Regions from separate parts of the Macaca mulatta genome. Here region 2 is linked to region 1. Evidence: chromatin contacts called from public Hi-C data. All regions are on one chromosome and are shown on one strand. The core of a region is the stretch at or near the end of the contact, and the rest is flanking DNA. Distances in the headings are between cores, read along the strand shown. Region 1 holds the start of ARL6IP4 (ADP ribosylation factor like GTPase 6 interacting protein 4). Region 2 holds the start of LOC144332671.

Evidence for each region. A called contact is a pair of places that touch in the nucleus more often than the background predicts.
Region 2: a contact with region 1 is called in a Hi-C map of fetal cortical plate, with 2.5 times the contacts expected there. The contact joins the promoter of LOC144332671 here to the promoter of ARL6IP4 in region 1. A contact is called at or near these places in 5 of 14 Hi-C or Micro-C datasets (cortical neurons, fetal cortex germinal zone, fetal cortical plate and 2 more).

What each region holds. Positions count from the first base shown.
Region 1 is chr11:130,376,246-130,380,748 of T2T-MMU8v2.0, reverse strand. ARL6IP4 (ADP ribosylation factor like GTPase 6 interacting protein 4) reads right to left here and starts at 1,275. Exons shown (of 6, transcript XM_077955686.1): 1 at 1,062-1,275; 2 at 178-297. The coding sequence starts at 1,242. It overlaps OGFOD2 (2-oxoglutarate and iron dependent oxygenase domain containing 2), which reads right to left. Exons shown (of 6, transcript XM_077955669.1): 4 at 2,878-3,005; 5 at 2,440-2,697; 6 at 1,410-2,367. The coding sequence starts at 2,916. The coding sequence ends at 2,104.
Region 2 is chr11:130,549,731-130,554,644 of T2T-MMU8v2.0, reverse strand. LOC144332671 reads left to right here and starts at 2,029. Exons shown (of 4, transcript XM_077953108.1): 1 at 2,029-2,075; 2 at 2,410-2,540; 3 at 2,751-3,314. The coding sequence starts at 2,029. The coding sequence ends at 3,256. It overlaps MPHOSPH9 (M-phase phosphoprotein 9), which reads left to right. Exons shown (of 25, transcript XM_077955588.1): 25 at 1,442-1,741.

The sequences.
Region 1 (4,503 bases), core at 26-2,525:
CCCCTTCCCGGCTCCCGTGGCGCCTGGCCCTCACATCTCAGGCCCGGATGCACAGAGGCATGACTGAGCGTCCCCGACCGCTGCTCGCCCCGACTTCCCCGGGAAATGGCTGTGCCTCCTCTCCCCGATGCCTGTGGTCCTCACCCTCCGCCCCGAGGGCCGTGCTGGCCTTGCGACCTTGGGATGCGGAGGCGTCCTTCCTGCTCTTCTTCTTTCTCTTTTCCGACCCCCGTCCCCGGGACCGGCTGCGACTCCTCGAGCGCTTGCGGGAGCCGACGTGAGCCATGGCGCCGCGGGCTAGCGACGGGGAGGAAGCGCTTGAGCCGAAGCCCCCCAAGCCGGCCACGGGCGGGCTCCAAGGGCGGCTCTAGCGGGGTTGGGGCCTCGCGGCGCCCAGTACCCGTCACCGCCCCGGGAAAATAAGCGACCCTCACCCACCCCCAATGCTGGGGACTCCGGCTTCTCATACCGACTCCAGTTCCCGCAGCGGCGCCTATTAAGGGCGCGCCCCCACCCGGAGGCCCCACGCCCGCGCACCCGGCTTGGAGCCCCTGGGAACCAGCCGCAGTCCGCCGCGAGTGGCGTGTGGGGCGCTTTCCCGCGCTCTCCTACCCTCCAGCCTAGCGCCCTCGCCGCCTCAAGGGGTCCCCTGGGGCTGTTCCGTTCCCACCTTGACCGCCCTGCGGGCCGGACAGCCCGCCCCACGCCTTCTCGAGAGGAAGCGGCGGCGAGAAGGCTTCCGGCCGGGGCGCTGCGCTGGAGGCTGTCCGGCCGGGAAGCGCGGCGCCACTGCCTTTCGTTCTGACGCCCCAGGTTCCGTTTTGGGCGCGCCCACCTCCCGCAGAGGCAAGGAGGGGCGCCGGGGCGAGGCCGTGCGCTGCAGCCTAGCGCCGGCCCTCGAGCTCCGCAGCCCCTCAGGCCTGTGTCTGCCGAAGCTGCGCCCGCTTCCAAGGCTGCCCTTTCGGTGCGCTCCCGCAGCACCCACGCCCCCGGTGCCCTGGGAAGAAGGCGACCCTCGCGCGCGCCGCCCTCCTCCCCGGCTGGTGCTGTCTTCTCCGTACGACTGTGAGCTCCAGAGTGAGACGCCCGGGTCTTTCCGACGAGCCCACCCAGTGACTCAGAGGTCGCAAACTCGTGTCCGTAGGGGCCAGAGAGATCTTGGCAGTGAGCGCGGGCATGGACCCAGGCCCATCCGGAGGGAAGCCGGGATTCTGCTCCAGCTGATCCGTGCAACAGGGGCATGGGGCTGGTGGCCCCACCTTCCCAGGGAGACCGAACTCAAGACTGCAATATGGAAGCCCCCTGATTTTCAAATGTGTAACCCAAATCGTGGCTGTGCGCTTCATCCGATTTCAGGCCCCCAATAGCAACTCTTCCACAATAATGACAGCCGCAAACACAAAGGGCTCTTGCAAAGCACTTTATATAGATACATCGGCGTATCTGACTCTCAAAACAGCTCTAGGAAGTAGGTGCTAAATGCGGAAACCAAGGCACCAAAAGGCAAAGGCTCATCCAGAGCCACACAGCTGGAAGTGGCAGCAGCAGAGTGGGAACCCAGGCAGCCTGGCTCCTGGCCCTGCCATTCCCCCTCTGCCATCTAGAAGATGCTACTGGTGGCCCACCGAGCCACTGGGGGGGATGCCTGCTGCTGAGGGTTCACATCTGTGCTGTCTCTGGAAGCTTCCCTTGGCTACTGGAAGGTACCCTGCCCTGGAGATAAGTGCATGGGAAGTTACTCACCCCTCTCTGGCCTCCTCATCTGGGAGCCAACCGATGGTGTGGGCACACTGTGGTACTGTGGGCTGTGCCTGGAGCTCTTTGCGGGTCCTGCTGAGGCTGGACTTCCTCTGAAGCCACCTCCTTGCCCAGCTGCTCCCTCCCCTCCCCTGCTTCCCTCACTCCCTTGCCGAAGCCTCATTCCACACTCTGCTTCCGACAAACCTGAACTAAGGCAGCCTGTTTGCCCAGAGGATGACCCAGAAGCTGGCACAGCCTCGAGCCAAGAAATGCGGTAGGCTGCGGGGAGTTTATTTCTGCCCCCAGCCCAAGGCGACAGAGCCCTCACCTGCCCTGCCACCCCCACACTGGGCCCAAGCAGCCTCAGGTGAGCGCACACACATCCACCGCGGTCGGCTCCTCTCTGGTGAAGCCATCACTGAAGCCCTCATCATCCACCAGGTCGGGCTCACAGCGGCACATGGGACAGAGGCGGTTGCGCACGGCAGAGGCTCGGAGCCAGACGACGAGGTTCCAACGCTCACCAGTGCCCAAGGGCCGGGCCCCATGTAGCTGGCCGCCACGGTGGAGAACACCCTGGCCCACCACGTGCTCCACCTCCAGGGGCTCCGTCAGGGCTGTGGGTGCCTGCAGATGGCACGGCTCAGGCCTGGGCACTCACAGCTGCCCCAGGTCCTGCCGCATGGGTCACACACTCACCTGGAAGAGGCCCCCAAAATACAGGGCGCCCCCTGTGAAGACCTTGCCCAAGGCCACATTGAGGGTGAGCTCGGCATTATCATAGTGGCAGCCCAGCTCGAGGTCCTGGCCCAGTGCGTATTTGACCACAAAGGCCCGGTGGCTGTCGAGCCGGCCCCCGCCACAGTCGGGGTACAGCAGGGCCATCAGTGGCTGCAGGAAGCGCTCCCGCAGTGGTGTCATCAGCGGCTCGTCCAGTCCGAGCTCGTGCAGCAGCACCTGGGAGGGGATTCCTGGGGTCAGCAAGGAAACTAGGGGGCTGCAACCCTGGGCTTCCACTCCGCCGTGATCCCACTGTGACCTTTCGCAGCCCGGGCAGGCAGCCCATCTGCAGCACCTCCAACACTGCCTCCTGACCTCAGCCACCCCCTCCTCTGCCACTGGCCAGGCCTCACCCACCCCGTAGTTGTTCATGGTGTTGGGCCTCCCCTTAGGCATGTCCGACTGCTCGAAGTGCTCCAGCTCTTCCAGCAGGGCCTGGCAGAAGGGTGCTGTGAACACAGGCACCCGGTAGATGCGCTTCTCCCCTGTGGAAGGAGGGATGGTCTGTTGGCCTGAATGTGGCTGTGGGCCGGCCAAGCCTGGGCTTCAGTCTTCCCGTGAACCATGTGAGTCTGGGCATGTCTGTTCACTCCCCCAAGCCTCAGTTTCATCACCTGTGCCATGGGGATAAGGCCCTCGCTTTTCAGGGCTGTTGTGATGACTGAAGTAACATGAGGAGCAGGGGAGGCTGATTCCCATGCCCCCCTACTTATGCCCGGAACCATTCCCCAGACTCCACAAGTGTCCACAGGGCTGGCCCTGGGAGCTCCCATATGGGTCCTGAGGCCCATAGAGGGAAAGGAAGTAGCCCAGCGACACCTGGCAGGCCAGTGACGGCCAAGCTGGGATCACAGAGCCAACTTCAGGCTCTCTGCACCTCCTTTCACCTGATGAGCCACCGAGGTCTGTACCCCAACTCAGAAGTGGCTCTGGGAGCCTCTGTCCCCCAGCAGGAAGGCCAGGAGAGGCTGTTCTTTCTTGCTGGGTCCTGGAGGGGGAAGAAGCCAGGCTGAGAATGGAAACCTAAACATTTCTTGGCAGATGCACCAGTGCCCAGGGGTGCAGGGCTAGTGTGCCCCCGATGGGGCCACCTCGCAGCCTGGGCCCTGCCCCAGCCAACAGCCTCAGCACAATCTCAGCTGCCGGGGAGTGGAAGGCAATGAGGAGAGCACCCCCAGGCTGGGAGGAGGGGAGTTCCTTCCACCCATGCCCCCTAACAAAGCACAGCCTCCATGAGGGGAAACATATCTGTCTCCCACAGGAGCCCCTAGCCCAGGCTATCAGTGCCAGTAAGAGGAAACACTTTCCAAACACTAGGTACGGGCCTGTGTCAGGCACTCTATGTAGATTAACTCACTTGATCATCACGGTGCCTTAAGAAAGGGGGTTACTGTTGCTCCCATTTTACAGATGAGGAAACTGAGTCACAGAGGTTAAACAATACGCAAACCTCCCTTGCCCAGCATTTCCTGCTGGGTTTAGCCAATAAGTAAGCCCAGCAGGAAATCCAAAGGTAAGAGGAGAAATGGGGCATTTTTTGCCCTACTTGGAGTCTGGCATGGCTCCAGGCCTCTGCCCAGAGCCACAACTCCAGGTGGTAACTGCTCCCTCCCGTTGCCAGCCCTGGGGGGCGGGGCTTTGCCATTCCTTACTGGTCCCTTTACCCTGCCCACACCTGTCTCAGTGGTCCCTTTAAGATCTTGGATCGGCCGGGCGCAGTGGCTCAAGCCTGTAATCCCAGCACTTTGGGAGGCCGAGGCGGGCGGATCACGAGGTCAGGAGATCAAGACCATCCTGGCTAACATGGTGAAACCCCGTCTCTACTAAAAAAGACACAAAAACTAGCCGGGCGAGGTGGCGGGCGCCTGTAGTCCCAGCTACTCGGGAGGCTGAGGCGGGAGAATGGCGTAAACCCGGGAGGCGGAGCTTGCAGTGAGCTGACATCCGGCCACTGCACTCCAGCCTGGGCGACACAGCGAGACT
Region 2 (4,914 bases), core at 780-3,279, 170 kb before region 1:
CCTCCTGAGTAACTGGGACTACAGGTGGCTGCCACCGCGCCCAGCTAATTTTTTGTATTTTCAGTAGAGATGGGGTTTCACTGTGTTAGCCAGGATGGTCTCGATCTCCTGACCTCGTGATCTGCCTGCCTCGGCCTCCCAAAGTGCTGGGATTACAGGCGTGAGCCACTGCGACCAGCCGAAAACTCCGTTCATTAAGGGAGATTTTGTAAAGTGCCTGGTGCTTAGTAAGTGCTCAAGAAATACTACATTTCAGATTCATTGAGTTAAGTAGGCTTTTGAGGTAGCATACTTTTTTTTTTTTTTTTTTTTTTGAGATGGAGTCTACTAGCTCTGTTGTCCAGGCTGGAGTGCAGTAGTGTGGTACTGGCTCACTGCAACCTCTGTCTCCTGGGTTCAAGCTATTCTCCTGCCTCAGCCTCCCGTGTAGCTGGGATTATAGGTGCGTACCACGCCTGGCTAATTTTTGTATTTTCAGTAGAGACGGGGTTCTCACCATGTTGGCCAGCCTGGTCTTGAACTCCTGACCCCAAATGATCCTCCTGCCTTGGCCTCCCAAAGTGTTGGAATTACAGGCATGAGCCACTGTGCCCAGCCTTGAGGTAGCACACTTGAAATAAAAAAGTAGATTATGTCCCAAGCAGTTGACCTGAAAACTGCCTTGGACTGACATTTGTTAGTTATCTTCACTCTTTGCAAAAAACATGAGTTTTTTGGAGTTTAAATTGAGCTTCCTTCTGGTGTGTTTGGTTTTTTAACCACCAAAAATTTAACAAATTTGATAACCTGTCAAGTGTAAGTTCAGAAAGCACTTTGGTCTTATTGGTGACTTGGGGGTTATTTGATAATATAAATATAGGCTGTTTTTCTAAAAGTTATTGCCAGTATCCTCCAAATAATTGCCCCTTCAAATGTTTCATCTAAAGGTGATGGCCTGTGGGCAGAACCACGCGCGGGAAGTGCCTGCCAGTGGGCGTTAGGAGATGTATGGGGGGCCTGTGATAGCCAATCAAAAACTGTCCCCTTCTAACCCAGAAAAGCCACATGCTTTGCTGGACGCTGCTTGAAATCTGAACTCTGCACCTAAATATGTGGTAAAATTAGACACTTTTGTCACTTTAATTTTTAGATTATCTCAGAAGTTTTCACTAGATTTCAATGTGCCACTTGTGCTATGAGTATTTAAGAAGCTTTAAAAAATAAATGCATACCCGTAGCCTTTTAGGATTCAGACAGGTAGATTATATTTACCTGTCATGGGGGATCATGTATGGTTGACAGTTGCAGGTTTGATTAAATCCACTATATTGCACAAATTTAGCTGGAAATAATTTCCCGCCCTGCCAAGAGCTCTATGGTAGTTTGATAATAAACTACTACCCCAATATTAGAAACTGTGTTACTAAGTCTTTTCTGCCTGATTTGTGCTTTATTTCCATAGACCTCTCAGATATGTGAGGAATCAAGCCATAAATGTGCATTTGCTGGACATTATATATCGTGTCATCTCTATGACTACAGATTTCAAGGATAATTTTTACATCTAACAATTTCACTGTAACAGTGACTGATAATGTGAAAAATGTGCTTTATACAGTGCTGCTGGTGGATAGACAAGTGCTTGCTGCAGTTGTTTCTGAATCTAGACAGATGCTGGCGTCGTGAAGCTGTAAGCTCTGCGGGAGCAGGGACCATCTCTTTCTTGCACTACGGGCACTCAATAAATACTCGTGGCTGTGAACTGGCGTGTGGCCTTCGTGTGTTTATTTATGCTAGTTGGCTGCGGGAGCGGGTTGTTGGTGATTTTAAGTCGCAGGCATAGAGAAGTCCTTGAGTTACGGGTTAAGGGGCGTCCATCCAGGAGTACAGTTCCCGCTGGGGCTCTGTGGGCTCCGCAGATCTTTCTGGATGGATCCTAGGGCACCTCTTGGTGGAGGGAAGGGGCTGAGGCGTTCTAAGTGATGATGGGACGCCTTGGTCCTCCTCTGCCTAGTCATGGTCAGGGGCACCTGGAGGCTAGTCGGAACGATGGCCTTCCTGGCCCGTTCGGCTGGGTTCTGCCGTGACCACAGGAGGTGAGCAGCCGTCAGGGGCTCGGCCTCCCCGGCTCCATCTGGAGTCATCTAGGCCGCCTTAATTTTAGCTTGTCCTCTCCAGGGGAGCACCGCCGGTTCCTCAGCCTTATAAGGCGATAAGAAGGGATGGGTCGCCCATCACTAAGTTTTAGGTGTGCCCTCTTTAGTTCCATGACTTCAGATTTTGCCAAACAAGTCCACCCTGGCTCAACCTAACAAACACCTCATGTTTTTAAGGAATGTCACCAGACGCCCCCCCACCGGGGGCTCTTCCCATTGGAGAGCCCTGTCGTGCCAGATCATCGGGATTAAGCTGTTCGTGATCCTCTTCCAGCTACTCCCTGAGGTGGGAACCGGGGCGGCTGCGGTCCCGGCTCTGCCGTTCCTTGGGCCGTGGCCCGGGCGTCCTGAGGGGAGAGCGCGGACCCGGCGTGTGGCGAGCACCGCGTGCGGGGCTGGGCTTCGGTGAGCGGCCCGCTGCGCTCTGCCCTCCCTGGTTTGCCATTTCGCTCCTAAGAAACTTCATTTTTTAAAATGAGGCTGTTTTAAGAGTCACAGTGGCCGCAAGTCGGCAGGTTCCCGCCTCCAAGTGCGCTTGGCTGCTGCGGACGGTGGGCGAGGACCCTGAGGCGGGGATCCGCGCCGCCGCCCACGAGTGCAGTCCCGGGGTGTGAGAACACGGGCGAGCTGGGGAGGAGCGGGGGCGCCGCGGCGGGGCTGAGGAACCAGGCGGGCTGCCTGAGTCGGAGAGGTTTCTTCCGGCGGAGGCGGCGGGGCCGGGCCGGGACTCCGCAGGGACGCGCCCCCGCCGCCGCCGCCGCCGCCGCCGCTCCCCCGCGCGGCCTGAGGAGGCGCCGCCGCCACTGAGGGAATGCGAGCCCGGCCCGGCGCGCGCGGGCAGCAGCGGCCGCTGGGGTGCGCGGGGCACGGCGGCGCCGCGGCGTAGAGCTGTCCAGGCGGCCCCGGGCGCCCGCCCGCCCGGCGTTTCCTCCTCAGCCCGCGGCCGCCGCAGCGAGAGCCGCCCGCCAGCACGTGCGCCGCCGCCGCCCGCCTGCGACGCCCGGGAGCAATGCCCGCCGGGGCCCTGCCGCTCGCCCGGGTCCAGCAGGCGGCGGGGGCGCGCGGGGCGCAGCCGGCCGGGCCGGGGCCGCGGGGCGGGCGCTCCCCGTGAGGCAGCGTGAGGTGGCGGCGGCCCACCCGGGGCCGAAGAGGACGGAGCCCACGGCCGCGCTGAGCGGGGTGAGTGCGTCCAGGCGGCCGCTCCGCAGGCCCGTGGCTAGTCCCGCAGTGCCGGGCGCGGGCCGGGGACCTGGGGATCTGGGGCGGCGGCTCCCAGAGAGGCCCCGGCCCGCCCGCCCTCGAGCCGCCGGGGCTGGAGGAGGGAGCGGAGACCCGGGCAGGGAGGAGGGTGTGGCGTGCGGGAACCCCGCTCGGGAGATGGCCTCAGTGAGTCGCCGGCCCCGGATTCGTGCCCGAAACGCTGATTTCCGAATTTCCGTCGGTCGCGGCCGCGTGGGGGACCCCCGCCAGGGACAAGTGTCATAGCGGTCAGGGGGCAGGCGTGGGCAGTGCCGGTGCCAGGGCGAGGAAGGGGCTGTCGGCAGGAAACGGAGGTGAGCCCCCTGGCCCGCCGCCTCTGCTTCCCGCCTCCAGCTCAACGTCCCCAGGCCCGGGCCGTGACCTCTGCGTGTCGGGGGCCCAGGGTTGGGGTGTGGCCCGTTTCCATCCTCAGTGCCCCCTTCCTGTTGTTATGGGGGTGCCGCCTCTGTCTTCTTCACACCCCGAATCCTTTCTTATCCGTGGGAAGGCTGATCGGGGGGGCTTGGGGAGAGGGAAAGTTCAGTGTCACCCGCCCCAGTGTGCACTGACTCCCCGCAAGAAATCCCAAACGACCAGTCCAGGTGAACATAGTGCGTGCGGTGCAAATGTCATTTCAAGGCAAGTCCTCCAGGCTTGTCCCCTTTCCACCGACTTGCTCCTGCAGGCATCCTGCACTCCTCTCCCTCCCTCTGAAGTGTGGGCTGGGCGCCTCTGCAAACACCCTGGCCTACCTGCCTCCCCCACCCAGAATCTGGATTCTTCAAAGGAGACCTCACTGCAACATCTGTCTTTGTTCACGACCAGCTCTCTCCCCGGCCCCCATCTGGGAGTGACCAGAGCTGCTGATAGACCCCCCACTTCTGGAGGGAAGGCAGTAAGTGCTCCCCTTCATCTGAATCTTCTCTGACACCCATCCCCCAGACTCCTCTCTGCTCTGAACTCCCACTGCCTGCTATCTGTATCTCCTGTGTAACTCTTATCGACGTCTGCCTTATTTTATAGTTACTTTTCCATCTGCCTTATCTCCCCTGCTGGACGGTGAGCTCCAGGGCTGGAGTTGATTCATCTCTGGTCCCCTGCTCTGGTCAGTACCCTGCGTGCAGTCAGTGTCTCCGTGGAGCAGAAGGCCCTTCCAAGGCTTGCCTCTGGAACCCTAGCTTTTCTGGTTCCTGGACTGTTGCTGTTAAATTATTTTTCTTCCGTGAAGAGACTGTATTCTGTGGTTGGAATGGACTTCCAGCCCTCTCCCACTGCAGAGACAAACACAGTGAGCTAGGAAGGACTGTTTTTCTTGTAAGGAGTGGCTTGCCAAGTGAACAGGACAGTACATCCTCTGCCCTGAAGATGGCCAGGCACAGACTCTAGATTCTCTGGGTAGTGAGTGTTGAATGGGCCATTCTCTCTCCTGGCCTTCTCCAGCTGCTCAGGCATGGGAGGCAGTAGGGGAGAGAAGGGGACTGCGGGAAAGGGGAGAAGGGGACTGGGGTTCCAGGCCTGGCTTTTCCGCATAACTTGCTGT